2 separate regions of the Mus musculus genome follow, and region 2 is linked to region 1. Evidence: chromatin contacts called from public targeted proximity ligation data. All regions are on one chromosome and are shown on one strand. The core of a region is the stretch at or near the end of the contact, and the rest is flanking DNA. Distances in the headings are between cores, read along the strand shown. Region 1 holds the start of Ms4a6c (membrane-spanning 4-domains, subfamily A, member 6C). Region 2 overlaps Ms4a20 (membrane-spanning 4-domains, subfamily A, member 20).

Evidence for each region.
Region 2: a contact with region 1 is called in a targeted proximity ligation map of bone marrow-derived macrophages, with 5 times the contacts expected there. A contact is called at or near these places in 1 of 39 promoter capture datasets (embryonic stem cells), 2 of 130 datasets of targeted methods (bone marrow-derived macrophages and memory CD8 T cells) and 2 of 9 other capture datasets (adipose tissue and macrophages).

What each region holds. Positions count from the first base shown.
Region 1 is chr19:11,467,475-11,472,403 of GRCm38.p6, forward strand. It overlaps Ms4a6c (membrane-spanning 4-domains, subfamily A, member 6C), which reads left to right and starts at 1,894. Exons shown (of 7, transcript NM_028595.4): 1 at 1,894-2,082; 2 at 3,615-3,777; 3 at 4,919-4,929. The coding sequence starts at 3,631.
Region 2 is chr19:11,117,194-11,121,741 of GRCm38.p6, forward strand. All of the region lies in intron 1 of Ms4a20 (membrane-spanning 4-domains, subfamily A, member 20), which reads right to left. It also overlaps the pseudogene Gm6501. Among named protein-coding and RNA genes, the nearest start is that of Ms4a20, 11 kb to the right of the region's middle.

The sequences.
Region 1 (4,929 bases), core at 644-3,143:
ACAAGGCAATCCAGCTAGAAGAACATATCCCACTTACAGGCAACAGTTGTTCCTATAGCCCCTGTTCCAGAAGATCAGGATGGAGTTCTAAGAGAAGCTGGTCCCTCAGTCTTTTCTAGAATTGAAGCAGGGCTTTATCTCTGTGCTGTTCTAGCCTTGAGGACAAAGGTAACTACCAGATGATAAAACATGTCTTAGCTTGTGTCTTCTGCAAAAGAGTTCAAGCAGGAACTGTAGAATTCACAACTGCAAAGGACAAAAAGGCCCTGTGTACACAGATAAGCACCGGAGAAGCCAGGATAGATAAAGAGGTGGTTTACATCTTCATGGGAATGGGATGTGTAGCCGAGCTGCTCTACAACAAGTGCCAGGAATGTTGTAGGTTTACAACCTGGTGATCCTTTGCTCTTTGATGAAACAGGCTCTGCCCACATCTCCCAGAATTTGTTTTTACTTATCATCGCAGACTCTTACCTTAAACCGTGAGCACTGCTTTTAGACCATAAACCCGGCCCTCATGAGGGACGTTACCTGTGCCTTACCACAGCCTTTACCATAGGAGGCTGATGTTATCTTAGGACCAGGCAATGTTGAAACCTACAGGCATCAGGTATCCCTCAGTCAAGCTCCCTAGAGCCTAAGCCTTGGGCAGCAGCACTGAGTCAATAGTACCCATTCTTGTGAAAAAAGCCAGGTGTGCTTTGTAAAGGATCTCAATGTAACATTACATCGTTGTGAGCTTGGGCCTGAGTTTAGTGCTATCCGAAAACCTTTTGTTCCACATTGTGCTGTGCTTAATGTGGCTAAAGTAAAACAATTGGGGCCAGATTCTAGAAGTCGTGGTCCGGCACCAGTTACAACAAAATGGGGCTGAGCTGAGTTTCATTCTTGTCTCTTCCTAAATCTTTTTGTTATTGTTGTTGTTTTGCCTGCTGTGAAACCTGCAGGGAATCACCACACCACAACCCTCTGATGTGACAGTGGCTCACACTGGCTCCCTAGGTTCCTTCTGGTTGACTCCAAGGAAAGAAGGAAGGAAGTTTTCAGAGTGTGGCTGTCCAGTTGCTGCAGCTGGCTCTGGCTCCCCTGTGAAATTAATTATGTCAAAGTCAGCTTCTGAATTGTGCCTACCCAAGGGCCTGAAAGCCACAGGGACACATGTCTTCATGACTGTGTCTGGAGTGCAGGATTGTTGAAGTCATTCCTGGTGTGTTGAAACGTCTCTGCTTGCTCCTCTCCTGATCTATTACTTTTCTAGAAGTGTCCAGTAATTCCCTGGTCACATCCCCTGTTAGAGAAGTCCAGTGGTCTAGAAGAAGGTTAGAAGAGATGAGGAAGGCTCTAAAGAGAGTATCAATTAACCAGCGAGTGCTGAAAAACTGTGTACAGAGTGTTTTGGTTTGATTTTTCAGAAGCTGAGGAATTGTTGAAGAAAGTATGAATAACAAAGTACCTAAAATACTGTAAAACATTCAATTGTTACAATTGATGATACATTACTGTGTGTTCAGTAGTGTATTACAATATAATAAAGTAATATATCAAAACCCAAGGTCGTGATTACTATTATCATACTTTATTATACATTGAGATCTGTTTTATTCATCAGTATTACTACAACTTGTAATATCATTAGTTATCAAGATAGTCCTTTAAATTCTACTTAGAAGAAACACAGGTCCTTCAGAAAACTTTCTTCTTAATGGCTTTTCCCAGCTTGTTGCTGTTTTCAGTTTAACGCTTAAACAACTGAAGTTCAAGAAAGTGAACTTGGGCTTCAAGTGGAGCTGGTGCGTGTTGGGACTTACTACCCCCCCCCCCCCACTCTCTCAAATCTCTTAGTGATTTTTCTGAAGTTACTGGGACTTTCTGATATAGGAAGTACAGGCACAGTAACAGTCCACAGCCTGTAAGCACCACTTCCCTTCCCGTGCAGCGAGCACAGAAGAAGGAAGGACTGGAGACAGTTACAAGTTCACAAGAAGGAACCAAGGATCAGCCTGAGAGAACCCAGAGTTAAGGCTCTTAGGGTTTCTGAGAGCTCGGCTGGAAGTGACTGGGTGACAAGGCACACAGGCTCAGGTAGGCAACCCTGAAGGGACTTCCCTCTGTGTAGCACTCTGTTTCTGGGACTGAGTTACAAGAACTTGCTGATGCTCATGAAAGCAGTGGAGACACGGGGCCTCTTTAGAACTAAATGGGCAAAGGCACAGGGCATCTGGCTTACCTCTGTCCTGGCCACTTTAGCTGCATGATCTTGGTGATCACTGACATAAGGAGCAGAGCTCCCAGGTCATTTACTGATTAGGCAGCCTAAGGGCTGAGAATAGCACAGAGAACAGAAGGGAGCTAAGATGAGCTCAGAAACCCATTCCCCAGGCAACTTGGTTCTTTTAACTAACAGGGATATAATTGTCGGGAGTGTGACAAAACTTGAACCACAGCTTAGGACTCCAGGATTTCTCATGCTATTGCATTAAACTGCTTCTCCACACTGAAGAGACTCAGACACAGACTGCCATTGGCAGGTGGGAAAATAAAGAGAAGAACCAGAGTCAGAGACAGCTGGAGTCCAACACACAAGTGTGTGTAGGCAACTGGTCAATAAAGAGAACTTTGCCTATTTATTTAACAATGATTTTATGTTGCTCTACAAAGCATAAATTACTTCCACGTGTACATCAAATTGTTAATTCTGAATTTCTTCTAATTGTGATTTTATTAACATAAAGGATTGGCTTGGTGAAGAAAAACCCTACAAGATCATGTGAACTAAAATATGATAAAATGGGAAGTGCTAATTCTTAAACTGGCACCATTAGACACTCAAAACAGGCAAATGGGGTTACATATTTGAGTGGTACCTAGCATGGATTGGAAAGCATAAAAGTTGACTTTAATAACTCAAGGCTAGCAAAGTAACTGGACAGTGAATGCCATTGAATAAAGACAATGCAATTGTTCTAGGTGAAGTTGGAGCTACATTTGACAAATTTCATGTGAAAATGTGTGCATAGACACAGGAACTTGTAAGGATTCAGGCTTTCCCTGCCTATGATGTGTTTATTATAAACTCACTGGGTTCTGTTTAATATTATGGGGAAATAACTCCTAAATTTGAGATGTGGTGGTTTTACATTTCCCTATACCACCACTTTCTTCTTCCGAAGAACAAGTCAAGGATGCAAAATGGTGCACAGTCTGGGAGGTGGGGGCAGAACTGGGAAGCATAGTTTGTTTTGTTTGTAGTTATTTTATATTTAAAGTCAAAGCACTTAATTTCTTACTGAAAATTCATATAATGTACTCTGATTGTGGTTTCACTTTCTCCATTTCCTAGATCCTCTCCACCCATCCAACTTTTCTTCTTCTTCTTCTTCTTCTTCTTCTTCTTCTTCTTCTTCTTCTTCTTCTTCTTCTTCTTCTTCTTCTTCTTCTTCTTTTCTTCTTCTACTTCTTCTCTCTCTCTCTCAAACAAATAGGCAAAAACAAAACATAAAAAGACAACAAAAATAAATCAACCAACCAAACAGTACCAAAACCAAACTAAAAGAAAACAAACCACTACAGTGAGCACGTTACTTTATAAGAGCTGAGTCTATTTTTTCTTCCAGCTGTGGCAGCTCCATCATGATTCCACAGGTAGTGACCAATGAGACCATCACAACGATTTCACCAAATGGAATCAACTTTCCCCAAAAAGACGAGTCCCAGCCTACCCAACAGAGGCAAGACAGCCTGAAGAAACATCTAAAGGCTGAGATCAAAGTGATAGTGGTAAATCCCACTCAGAACATCCTGGGGTGGGTGGCGAGCAGAGGGTGAGGCTCTATGTGTTAGGAACAGAGATAAATTTGGGTGGGAGGAGCCTTCAGTTTTGACAGAGTGATCAAAGAGTGGCCAGTTCACTGGTGGAAGACCCTGGGCAAACTGTTTACATCACTAAAACCTTCTAAAACTGGCAAATATTTTCATTGATTCCAATGAACTTGGACTGCACTCCAATGACCTTATTCCATGGGTCATTGAGATTTTATTCTTTAATTCTTTTTTGTTTTTTTCCATTTTTTGAAGGGTACTTACTAAGTATTTTATTGATGAAAATATTTGTAGCTACATTCTAGGTGCTCTCTGAGCGTAGAAAGGCCTTCTCTTTCTTAGTGAAGAGATGGTACAGAAAGAGCATTGATTCTCTACTCTGTGTTCATTCTAGACTTTTTTTGGATAAAGGGAGAACATTTTTTTGCTGTGTGTTGTTTTTCAATCTTGTCTATACTAACAGTATATGCATGGGTCTCTGTGTTACCCAGTCTCAGAACTTAATGGAACTAATGGCCTTATATTGGGCATACATACAATCCACTGGATTCCTTTGAAGAACATGTAGCAAAAAGTTTATAAAATTGCTTAATCAAAATTACAAGACCTGTGAGTCTGAGAGGTGAAGGAAAGTGTCAGGAAGACAAAATTTCCCTCTTAATATAGAGGCAAGGGATCCCCAGAATGACAACTTGACTGAAAGTGCTGTGGAGCTTGACAGAGCAGCTGGCCCTATGTGGTATTCTGTAGGTTCTGGATGATGTGTGGAGAGGTTTCCGGGAGGGCTTACAGATGACTGTTTTTCCCACAAAAGAAAACAGGAGACTTGTTCCTCATGCACTCAAGCTAGGAGATGGCAGGAAGAGTCATGAGGATGCAAGGGGTTCAAGGACAGAAACGCCTAAAGGTGACCCAATGCTCTGGCAGAACTACATCCATGCCAGAATGAGCTTTCCTCTCTCATATCAGAGTTTGTACAGTGTCTGTGTGCTCACTGGGATGTTGTAGAAGATGACAATGCACGGGCACCATGGGAAAAGTGGGGAGGTCCTTCTTGTCATTGCTGATTTAGTAGTCACCATCTCCCTTCTCTCAACAGGCAATCCAGAT
Region 2 (4,548 bases), core at 1,033-3,532, 350 kb before region 1:
AGAGCTGCCATGTTGCCTTATGAAAGAAGAGCAAAAGGAAGACAGTGTGTTGTATTCACATTAATGATATTGCTAAGGATAAGACTGGTAGCTTTTGAAGAGCTTATTAGTAAGTGATTGTTCAGAGGATAGCTGCAAACAACTTCATTATTATACCCAGCTAGCCTTTCTTCTTTCCATACCATAGGACTTGATACCATGTGACTTGTAGAACATTCCTTTGCTATATGGGAGGAGCACATCTCTCTAACTCACTAATAATGTGTGGGTTGTGAGACATGATTTGACTGAGAATGAATTGTTATTCTTGAACCAAAGCTTTTTTATAGGATTGGAAGTTTCTGTTATCTGTTTTTCTCATGTTTCTTTGCTGTGAGAATATTACATCTTGGAATTTTCCTGTTTTGTTTTGTTTTTTCCTAGAAATTTTTTCATATTTAATCAAGTGTCAGAATTTGATGTAGGTATTGTATGTTCTTTGTTTTACTAAAATGACTAGGCTTTTCTCTTACAATCCCAGGCCATCATTTTGTACAATTACCTACCATACTCAACAGTCTTAAAGTGATATAGAAGTTATTCATGATGAATTTCTGACAGAACACAGCATTTTAGTGAAAGATACAATTCAGCATTGCAACCTAACCATATGAAGTAGGAAATGATGCTAGGTCAGTCCCCTTGTTCAGTCAGGATGTACCTTGCACCCAAACAATGTTAAAGACAGTACCTGTCGTGCTGAAGCATCATTTCTCGAGTTATGTGCCTGAGAAGAGAATACCTGCATAGGATCTGGCACCAAACAGAAACCTGACTTTCCTTAGGACTAGAGCTGGAAACCACATCCTTACTCTCTGTAGGACTCTGTTACATCAGATTCCCATGAAGAATCTGATAATCTCTTCAGCAGAGTCATCTGCAGTGGACTCATCCAGGAAACCACGTCACATATTCTATGTAGAGGCACTTTTTCAAAGAAATGTGTAATGACATCAGAGAGCACTGTTACAGGAGTGGAATCTGAATTTTTTTCAGGGAATGTTCTTAAATAAACATGCAATTTAAGACAGACATGACTCTGCATAACTTGAGATCCCATCAAGTGGAGTCCAAAGCAGGCAGATCTCTGTGAGTTCATGGAAGAAAGTCACAATGCCTCAGATAAATGGAATAGTAAATAAATTTTTTTCCTTGAAGGAGGTTCTTTTGACTAGACCAGCACAGTAATTTGAGGTATTTTTCCACCCCTGAGATTTATGGCCTTGCTATTGAGCAGAAACCTATAAGAGATAAGATCACAAATACAGAGGACCCATGAGATTACACCATATAGTCCTAGCCTGAGCAACTACATCATCTGGAGGACCTTAAAATGGTGTTGTAGCTTTTCTGTTCAGTTCTTTTTCTGGATGTCCATCTACTTCTGCTTCTTCATGAACTGAAACATTTCCTCCAGTCTTTCCCAATGCTATTCATTAGAAGAGAATGTTCTTAGTGAAGGATTGCATACAGAGGTTATCAAGAGATTGCTGGTCAGTCATGCAAGCCAGAACTTTCCCCTCAAGATTCTGAGGAAGTAAGAAACCCTGTTTTAAGGTAGTGACAAAAGACAAAGAAACCAAATTCACCCCATTTTCTAGAGTATGCAGGTGCCCAAAACCACACACAGATTCCATGTTAGACTTAGACTATCACACCATCTCTATCAGAAGTGGTTGAGAAGTTTGATATCCATCCTTTGGAAATTAAAACAGCGTTGCTGAGTATGCTCTGCTTGGGCAGAAGCCTCAATTCTTCAGCTTTAGCCACTCCAGTAAAATGTCCTTCTGATATCCATAGTCATGTACTCAATTCCAGTATGTAACCCAAGTGATTTCAATGTTCCTTCAAAGTGACCACATAATACAGAAGCTGTTAATTGGGGCTCCAGACTGCAACATCAGCATCAGCCAGAAATAGTGAGGCAGACATATCCTCAGGCCAAACCATAGACACTTGGACCTGATTATAGACATCATGGTTTCCGAAGCAATGGATATCTACTGTCCAAGATTCCTTTAGTGATGATGATCTGATTATTTCTCTCTGGTTATAAGATGCCACTGTGAGCTCAGCCTCTACATTTCATTCTTCAACTTCATCTTGGGGTGAAGTGTAGGAGGGGATCCTGGCTCTCTGAAGTCCCGTGTCTGAATTTCAGAGCTTCCCTGAGGTCCCCTGACAATACCCAACAGCTGAGCTCAGAGCATGACACAGAGAACCATTCAAACCTGCACACCCACAGTGAACTTCTTCTTCTTCTTTTTAAAATGTGGATACTAGAAAGAGGAAATAGAGAGACAGTCCCTAGTCTACCACCAGCATTGCATAAAACCCCAGCAAGTAGGACAAGAAGTGACTGTTTTTCTGATACTGAAATACAACATTGACTAACACGCTGGCACTAACATTCTAAGCCATATGGAAGGATGACATATGGGGGAACACATTGTCAGGAGAATGTGGAAAACAAGATTAACACTTAAAAAATAGGGGTTCTTTAAACAATACAATAATAGCAAACCCACTACCGGTCCAGGGAAGCAGGTAGATGACAAATCTCCAGATCTTCACTTTCCTTTCTCTCCTCCAAAGCTACTCCCCAAGTCTCTGCAGCAGAACATGTGCTGTGCCCTCTCTTCCTTTCTGCTCCCGTATCCAGAAGATCATGTAGGTCTTCTTCTACAACCTCCATCACTGCCCCATCCCTTTGTCTCAGCAGCCAACTTCCACAGGCACTTCTGGAGGACCCATTAGCCATTCCAGGGAAGCAGGTAGCCAAGCTTCAGATCTTTATTCTTCATCCTCATCTCCAAATCCAATCCCCCAATCTCATCTCCAGCTCTGTAGCAGACCACCTGTTGTGAACCTGACCCCCTCTCTGCCATATTCCCATGGGACTAAGCAGATTCTTGTGGCACACTCTGCTTTCTTCTCTCTTGTTGACTCCTTTAGCATTCCTAGCCCAAATCTATCCCTAAGTGTCATATACCAATACCTATAAACACATTGTACCTGTAACCTCCACCTGACAGGATCTCAGAAGCACTTCCTACCAGGTAACCAACACTCTCTTAAGAACCAGAGAGGGCTTTCATTGTGTTCCATAAGTTTGGGTACGTTGTGGCTTCATTTTCATTAAACTCTAAAAAGTCTTTAATTTCTTTCTTTATTCCTTCCTTGACCAAGGTATCATTGAGTAGAGTGTTGTTCATTTTCTACATGAATGTTGGCTTTCTATTATTTATGTTGTTATTGAAGATCAGCCTTAGTCCATGGTGATCTGATAGGATGCATGGGACAATTTCAATATTTTTGTATCTGTTGAGGCCTGTTTTGTGACCAATTATATGGCCAAATTTGGAGAAGGTACCATGAGGTGCTTATACTTAGACATGAAGCAAATCTCAACAAATACAAGAAAATAGAAATAACATCCTTCATCCTTTCTGACCACCGTGGATTAAAGCAGGTTATCATCATCAACAACAACAGAAACAGCAGAAGCTTACTAATTCATGGAAACTGAACAACTCTGAATGAAAAATGTGTCAAGACAGAAATAAAGAAAAGAGTTAAGACTGTCTAGAGTTCAATGAAAATGAATACACAAATTTCTCAAACTTATGGGACACAATGAAAGTGGTGTTAAGAGGAAAGTTCATAGCACTAAGTGCCTACATTAAAAAAACAAAACAAAACTGGAGAGATCTTTTACTAAAAACTTAACAGACCAGCTGAAACCTTTAGAACAATAACAAAAAATAAAATAAAAAAAAATGCTCCAGGGGGACGGGGCCGAGAGAGAGCTAGCGAGGGAGGGCGTGAAGCCAGAGAGAGCCAGAGAGGAAGAAGGGCGGCCACTCGTGTGTGAGCGGCCGCGGACGGGAGTGGGGAAGCTGGGGGAGGAGGTGCAGGGAAGGAAGGACGAAGGCTGAGAGGACAGGGCAGGGCGGCTAGCGGCTGGCGGAGGTGGCGAGGGGAGAAGGGGGTGCTGTCGGAGGGCAGGGGCTGAGCTGAGGGAGTGAGGGAGAGAAGCGGACGCGCCAGGGAGGGGAGGGAAGGGGGGTCACGCGGGGGCGCGCGCGCACCGGGAGCGCGCTCGGAGGCGAGTGGAACTGGATCGGGTTTGCTGCCAGCGGCGTGAGCTTCGGCCGCCATTTTACAACAGCTCCACTCGCGCCGGACACAGGGAGCAGCGAGCACGCGTTCCCCGCCAGCCGACCCGGTCGGACAGGATTCCTCGGCCCCAGCCCCGCGGGGAGATCTCTGGAAACATGGCTACAGAACATGTTAATGGAAATGGTACTGAAGAGCCCATGGATACTACTTCAGCAGTTATCCATTCAGAAAATTTTCAGACATTGCTTGATGCTGGTTTACCACAGAAAGTTGCTGAAAAACTAGATGAAATTTACGTTGCAGGGCTAGTTGCACATAGTGATTTAGATGAAAGAGCTATCGAAGCTTTAAAAGAGTTCAATGAAGACGGCGCATTGGCAGTGCTTC